Linked DNA regions of Hordeum vulgare: region 1 is linked to region 2. Evidence: chromatin contacts called from public Hi-C data. All regions are on one chromosome and are shown on one strand. The core of a region is the stretch at or near the end of the contact, and the rest is flanking DNA. Distances in the headings are between cores, read along the strand shown. Region 1 holds the start of LOC123410599. Region 2 holds the start of LOC123434933 (probable E3 ubiquitin-protein ligase XBOS33).

Region 1 (3,903 bases), core at 399-2,898, 840 kb before region 2:
AATTTAGAACTTTGAAAAACATTGGCAATTTATAAAACTGGGAATTTTGTAAAAATCTTAAAAACAGTTCGTGCCTATGGTTTTAGTCTCATTTTTTCTTTTCAATTTTCTGTTCTATTTTTTAGTTTAAATAATTTAGAAGTTTGAAAAACATTGGCAATTTATAAAACTGGGAATTTCGAAATAAAAGTTTAAAGAAAAAATAAAATGTTTGTGAATTCAAAAAATGCTCAGGATTTTTGTAAAAATATTCGCATATTCAGAAAAATGTTTATAATTTTGAGAACAAGGTTGGTGAAAACAATAAAAGTCCAGGATTTTGAAAAAAAGTTTGCGTGTTATTTTTTGAGTGCAATTGAAAAAAATGTTTGCTAATTCAAAAAATGTTCATGCATTTTAAGAAATGTCCTAAAATTTTAAAGACATAATATGATCAGCACCATTGAAGATTATAATTGTTTTTCTCTCGTTGCAACGCATGGGTCCTTTTGCTAGTGATATCTCAAATCCATACAAACCATGCAACTACTACGTCAATGCATTATACACATCGTTCGACTACTCCATCACTACTAACATGTCATCGAACTACTAAAATTTGGCATGTTTGGCTATGGTAGACATTGGCCACGGCTGCCCTTGCCTTTTCCGGAGCCCTTGTCGTCCTTCTCGCCAAAATACCAATCGAAGATGCAGACGGATCGAGTCAGATCTGCTCGTCACCGGAGCTATCCTCGTCGTCGCTCACCTCCTCCACATCCTTCGATGGCAGTCCGGCCATTCCACTGACTGCCCGATTCTGCTCGCCGGGGAGGGCTCGCGTGTTCCTTCGCTGTCGTTTCTTCAAAATATGGACGGAGATGAGTTCCTCCTCTGCGGCGACCCGCGCCGCCACATCAACCGCCTCCGTCTCCGCCATTTCCTCCGCGAGATAGGCCTCGTCGACCCTTATCCTCTCCTTCCCACGGCGAGCAGCCCGTTCCCAGTGGGACTCGAAGTCCGACGTTCTCGGGCTTCCTCATATCCGTTTCATATTTGAGATGGATATGAGGGGTGTCGGTCAGGCCGGGCTTTTGAGGCCCGTTTGAGGGATCCGGTTGGATCAAGTTTTTGTGACCGATCAAGGACCGAACGACCTATCGAACCGTTTGAGACGGATATGAGAGGTCCGTTATAGATGCTATAACCTTGACCAAATCAATGCCCTTGAGAAAACCCATAGCGCAAAAGCTACATACCATACAGAATATAAAAACTGACTTATTCCAGTTCAACTCTAGGATTACTTTTTTTTTTGCGGGGAAGCATGATACATTGATAACGTGGATATAATTTCATTTGTTCATTTCCTGTTACCTCAGGAGTTTGTGTATCCGTGGTCTGCTATAATATGTTGTATTTCCCGGTATAAATCTGTAGTTTGTACAAGCTACATGGAGATAAATCTCAAGCTAAATATATATCCTGACAATGTGATGAGATGATCATATCCTGACAATGAATTATCTACCCAAACAAGTGTCTTCTTGAAACAAACACCATAATGACGCGTCATAATCCTACATATAAAAGTGGTTGAGCATGTTCCTCTATTTAATTTTTTGAACATGCAGAGCATGTTCCTCTTGCCAACACACCTCTCCAGTCTCCATTTCTGAAGCTTACGTGACGTGATTAAGACCTTCTGTCCTTTGCTCAATCCGTTGCACCACACACATACCCATACGACCATATCCACGAAAAGTCATCCGCGCACGCGCATTCACCGAGCCGAGCGCGCCTTATTCCCTTTCCTCTGCTGGTATCTTCCCTCCCGGTTCCTCCCGCTCTCCGTCCCCTGGTCGGCCATGCCGAGCGCCAGCTCGCCGAGCGGCCGTGAGCGCGCCCGCGGGAGGTGGTGCGCGCGCCGGGACCTTCTGACCGTCGCCGTCACGGTGATGCTCTGCTCGGCGACCTACTGCTTCTCCATATGGCACAACGGGCGCAACGCGCCGGACAAGATCGTCCTCGGGCGGACCCCCTTCTTCGTCGCTGGCGCCGCGACGTGCAGGGGCGACGCCTCGGGGCTCGACTTCGAGACCCATCACACCGCCGAGAGGGCCGGGCTCTCCGTGTCGTCGTCCTCGTCTCCGACGGTCACGGGGCGCCGGGCATTGCGCGCGGCGGTGGTGCCCGTAGACGGCACCGTGCGCGGCCGCGTCGCGTTGGCGGGGAACTCGGCCGGCAGCCCGGAGGACGCCGACGGCAAGGAGTGGGCACGGGTCAACGGCGACAAGCTCCGGGTCACTCACGCCGGCGCCGTGCGTGCGTAGGACGCAGTCATCTACCGGCTCGTCCCGGCGATAGCGACGACGGAGCCATGCATTCGGAAGCTACAGTATACTATAGTAAATAATTTACTCAAGCTGCAGTCCTTTTTGGATCTATGTTTGTGAAGATAAAATAATTCAGGGCTGTTTTCGCGTAATGTCATTGATTGAAGTGGTAGGGACTAGTTGGAATTTAGGTGGTCGATGTAATATCATTGCCGAGAGTGTTTCGGATGTTTCGTTCGTCTGATCGGACTATTCCGACGGCAGCTTTGCACTTTAGTGGGAGGCCAAATCAAGGAAAGGCGACGCCGCCGGCAACCACAGCCACTGACGTCTTCAACCAAAAGAGTTGACCGCGCATTTGCTTTCCATCGTCATCAGTGGAGAAAAACCACTACAACTTGGAGTAGTGTGCACAAAAATTAAATGTCGTTTCTCGTTTGAGTTGATGTGGTCGTTGGTACGCTATCTTGCTCGTCTATATTTGACGTTTACACCTGCGTGTGTGGGTTAGAGTACGAGCATGACCAACGTTCACCCTCTACCGTGGAGTAGTCGTGAACGAGGGCGAGAGAAAAATACTACTCTTAGAGAGCCTATGTGTCACTAGTAGAAAAGATGGTTTTGTTTCATTTGATGAATCTTATTAGTCTAGCTTCACTCACGAATCGGGACCCATATGGGGATAGGTTCCGGTTCGTGAGGCCACGCGCCGGCCGGTCCTCGTCGGCCATTTGTCCCGTTTTGTTTGTCACCTTCGTTTTCGGTTTCAGACACGAACCGGGACCAATGTGACTCGCTCGTGGCCCACAACCAGTAGTTCCGGTTTGTGGCTGGAACCGGGACCTCAGGTTGTCCTTTGGTCTCGGTTCCAGCCACAAACCGGGACCAACAGTTGGCCTACATATACCCCCGCGAGCAGAGCAGTGCACTGCTTTGTTTTTTTGACCGGCCGTGGGAGAGCTTTGTGGTGCTCTAGCTCACCTCCTATGCACATGAGGTGTTCGATGAAATGCCCGAGCCACACTTAAGCTTTGTGCTTTAGAAGCTCCTTGTCCAAGCTCCATTTTCATCAAGATTTGTGTAGTTTTTAACACACTTTGTTATATAACGCACGCAGATGAACCGTCAGTGGATGTACGGTGACCGACGCACCTCCGAGTATATTAATGGCCTGCATAATTTTCTCGAAGCGGCTAAGGCAAACAAGCGGAATGGTTTTATGCATTATCCATGTACGGTCTGTGGGAGTATGAAGAAATTCTCCGACTATAAAACCCTTCACTTCCATCTGCTTCACAAGGGTTTTATGCCACACTATAATGTTTGGACCAAGCACGGAGAAAGAGGGGTTATGATGGAAGACAACGTAGAAGAAGAGGATGATCACAACTACCCGCCCCCTGAATACGGTGATGTTGCAATGGGGGAAGCTGAAGATCAAGAGGAACCAGAGAATGTGCCCGATGATGATCTTCGTCGGGTCATTGTTGATGCACATAGAGAATGCGAAAGTGAAAGGGAGAAGTTGAAGTTCGATCGCATGTTAGAGGATCACAAAAAAGGGTTGTATCCAAATTGCGAAGATGAC
Region 2 (3,760 bases), core at 1,104-3,603:
AGACCTGCTTGCCAAATGGACGGCCATTACCACCATTGTTCAACTTCACGGGAGCTGGTAAATAACAACTATACATAGTTTCTTTCTCTAAACAAAGCTAAGACTGTGCGATTATTTTGAACTGAAAAGTGGAGCGTTGCGCTTTTTCTGTACCCTTACCTGTTGCAACCCATGGGCATGGTGTGCCGCAGAGCTGGAAGGCCTCCCTGTTGAGCTGCTCCACCGGATCATTCCTGAGCATATGAGGAAGTGAAGAGGTGGCGGCTGGAGAAGCGGTGACTTTTTCACGGCGCCTCTGTGCGTATGGAGACGACGAGAATGGACAACGGGAGCATATCCATGTCTCGTGGTGGATTCATCCAGAGTAGACTCTTCGGCCTGGAGCTAGAAAAGGGCAGCAAGCGTGGCATGTGCCCAGCAGCGCCCAGGCCCGCATCGATGTGGGCCCCTGTTTTAAGTGTATGTGTTTATGCCGTTTGATGAAAGAATAGCATGTTGCTCGTTTCCAGCATTCAGAATTTTCCCAGTGATGCATGACAATGATGACGTCATGCTTAGTCAAAATTCGAATCCCATATCCCATGCTTAGTCATGGTGGACACCATTTGACTTGGCCAAGTTACCAGCAGACGCGTTTTCGACCATCAAGGCCAGCATAACTGCATATGCATTGCTTCAATGCAAGTGCAATACTAGTACACACGGAGTACGAGCAGATCACCAGATCTGGTAGTATTGACAATCAAATGGACTCCTTTTAAAAGAAGAGGCTGGTCCACTTGCATGTGCCTCCGATATGAATGAATATGATGAAGCAAGTTGTTTATCTTGGCTTTCCGGTGCGATCTGCAGAGAGGGAAAGGGAAGGGAAGGGAAGATGACAAGTGTAGTGTGGCAGCTCAACGAAACCTCACCAGATAGCCAAGGACGTGTCCTTTACCCCGGATACTTTACGTGCAAGGTTGTTGTCTCGGTTGTGACAAGTTGGCTGACACGGCACGAGTGGCGATATTTCTCCTGGCCATGCGTGTTAGGAGAGGACAAATATCTGGCAAAAAGATTCTTTTCTTTTTTCTTCTAGAAACTTTTCGGATATAAATTGCGACATCGTACGCACACAGCCTAGCAATGCTTCTACAGGCAATGTTGCGAGTTCATTAGGAAACATTTAAGTCAACAAAACAGCGGGGAGTAGTAAGTATGTATCCATCAGAGTCTGATGCAAGGAGTCACTCATACACTCGCCCATTAATAATGACACGATGGTATGCTTACCCATGAACCGTCAGCGACACCGACCCGATATAAATAAATCACTCATCATCGACGGCGACATGTTCAATAAGCATACACCTAGAGCTAGAGCTAGCGAGAGATAAAATCACATTGAGTTGAGCGGGTGATCTTGGGCCGTACATGTGGTCACTAACTAGTGCCGTCCATCGGTCCACTTGAGCAAACTTTGTCCCGTGCTCCGACCTGCTTTCCTTTCCTTGTGGGCATCATCGGAGGACAAACCCGCCGTCCATATCAAAACATGTGATTTGCGAGCGCCCAGCGCACAACCCGCTCGCCTACCACATTGACCTTTTTTTCTTCACGTTTTATTTTTTCTTATCATGAAATACAGGCGTGGAAAACAAGTGCAGTAATAGGATGCACACCGCGCCTACCATGTTGACCCCATTTCTGTTTCATTTTTCGCCTGATGACGGTTATAAGTGTATGATACACACACCGGGCATCCATCATGTATGTATGCATTTTTTTTACGGGGTATGTATGTATGTATGTAGGTATGTATCAATGTATGTATGCTATGTATACTACACATCACCACGGGAAGGGTGGGGAAAGAGACGTTTTTGTGTTTAAAGATGATACAAAGAGGGGTCGATTAGTGGGTACTTGTTAGGTGGTATTGCCAATCAGCCATGAAGGGCGACTTTATCGGGCTCGCTAAAATCAAACAAAAAGAAGTGAAAACAACAACTTGAAATCTCGTGGCTCATCCATCCATCCATGATCCATCACGCTTCATCCAAGCAAAAAAAAAAAAAGCAAGATGAAAAAAAGCTTGGCCCGTGACCATCATCTACAACCAACCCCCATCATCAGTCACCAAGCACAATCACACCCACACAAGCTGCTACTAATCTATGCAGGATTATCTGGTCCCAGTGCCACATGAGCCATGCCAAATCACTATTTAAATTAAAACACTAGCACTAGCACATTTTAAACCGAAGAATATATAAAGCGACGACGGAAATACAAAATCAAATCAAAAGCCTTCTGCTCCTCCTCCTCCCCCCCTTCTTCCGGGCCTGGGAAAAATTTGAGACCCCAGAACGCAGGACGCGAAGACGACCCACCACCGCCCCCGCCCCCGCCCCGAAATTACGGCCGCACGCCTCGCCGCCGGCGATCCCGCCGACCGTCGTCGGCCCCCGCGCTTCGTTCGCCCCGGCGGCGTGCCCGTGCCCACGAGGACGCCGCTCGCCGGCGCGGGCTGAGGAGCGCCGGCCGCGGCGGCGGCGGCAGCGGCGATGGGGAACTCGCTGGGGTGCTCCGCGTCCGGCGAGCGGCTGGTGTCCGCGGCGCGGGACGGGGACGCCGTCGAGGCGCGCATGCTGCTCGAGCTCAGCCCGGCGCTCGCGCGCTACTCCACCTTCGGCGGCCTCAACTCCCCGCTCCACTTCGCCGCCGCCAAGGGCCACCTCGACGTCCGTGCCGCTTCCCTCGTGATTCTACGCGTCCGCGTGCGTGCTTGCGTGGTTTCCCGTTCGATTTGATTCGACTGACGGGCTGGTGTTTTTTTTGCCTGGGCTGTTTTCCAGATTGTGACGCTGCTGCTGGAGAAGGGCGCGGATGTGAACGCGCGGAACTACTGCGGCCAGGTAGATCTTTCCTTCCGAGTATCGTTTCATGGACAGGCATGTAGGAATCCCACCCCAAAAATGGAAGATCTGCCATTTATACCTGCTGAAACTGGCAGCCACCGCGTCGCGTTTCTAGTGAAAGTAGTACCTGATCTTTGCAATATCGGGACAAGCCGAAAATTGAATTCTTGTTGGGCTCTCGTGGTGTCCTGCTCTGTGCTCGCCCACGGGATACATACGTGTTACATTCCGATCCGTCTCTAGTCTCTACAATCCTTTTGCGAGGTGAAACATTTAGCTGATTGTTTTTTGTTTATTTGGATGTGCGAATGAAGACTGCGTTGATGCATGCGTGTCGGCATGGACACTGGGAGGTGGTTCAGATGCTTCTGCTCTTCAGATGCAATGTATGGCGGTATTTGTGATTACAATGTGTGCCCTGAGACAAGGAAGGTGCTGACTGCTGCTTGTGTTTGGGTTGCTTGGAAGGTTACCAGGGCGGATTACTTGAGTGGTCGAACGGCATTGCACTTTGCAGCGCACGACGGACTTGTTCGGTGTGTAAGGCTGTTACTTGCTGACTTCATCCCGAGCGGGCCCTTGGACGACACTGCCTCTTCGGTTGCAGATGGCGGTGATTCTCAGGCGAATAGCGGCAGCAGCCCTACTTCTTCACTGGGATTAAAGTTCAATGAACCGTATGTATTTTGTCAAGTGTTGATCTAGTGTTGTCTATTTTGTTTGAAATAACTAGTAATCAGCTGTACCTTGTTTTTGTTCAGTGCTCGTGTGAGGTACATCAACAAACCTGCTGATGGCGGTGTTACAGCTCTTCACATGGCAGCTTTGAATGGCCATTTCGATTGCATGCAATTGTT

What was found. Hi-C and Micro-C count contacts between places; a contact is called where the count stands out from the background.
Region 1: a Hi-C map of leaf shows a contact between it and region 2, with 4 times the contacts expected there. The contact joins the promoter of LOC123410599 here to the promoter of LOC123434933 in region 2. A contact is called at or near these places in 2 of 6 Hi-C or Micro-C datasets (leaf and seedling).

The regions. Positions count from the first base shown.
Region 1 is chr1H:342,056,635-342,060,537 of MorexV3_pseudomolecules_assembly, reverse strand. LOC123410599 reads left to right here and starts at 1,648. Exons shown (of 1, transcript XM_045103544.1): 1 at 1,648-2,756. The coding sequence starts at 1,848. The coding sequence ends at 2,312.
Region 2 is chr1H:341,216,526-341,220,285 of MorexV3_pseudomolecules_assembly, reverse strand. LOC123434933 (probable E3 ubiquitin-protein ligase XBOS33) reads left to right here and starts at 2,353. Exons shown (of 10, transcript XM_045115543.1): 1 at 2,353-2,726; 2 at 2,841-2,900; 3 at 3,218-3,289; 4 at 3,372-3,580; 5 at 3,665-3,760. The coding sequence starts at 2,550. It overlaps LOC123434949 (shaggy-related protein kinase alpha-like), which reads left to right. Exons shown (of 13, transcript XM_045115544.1): 12 at 1-57; 13 at 192-604. The coding sequence ends at 253.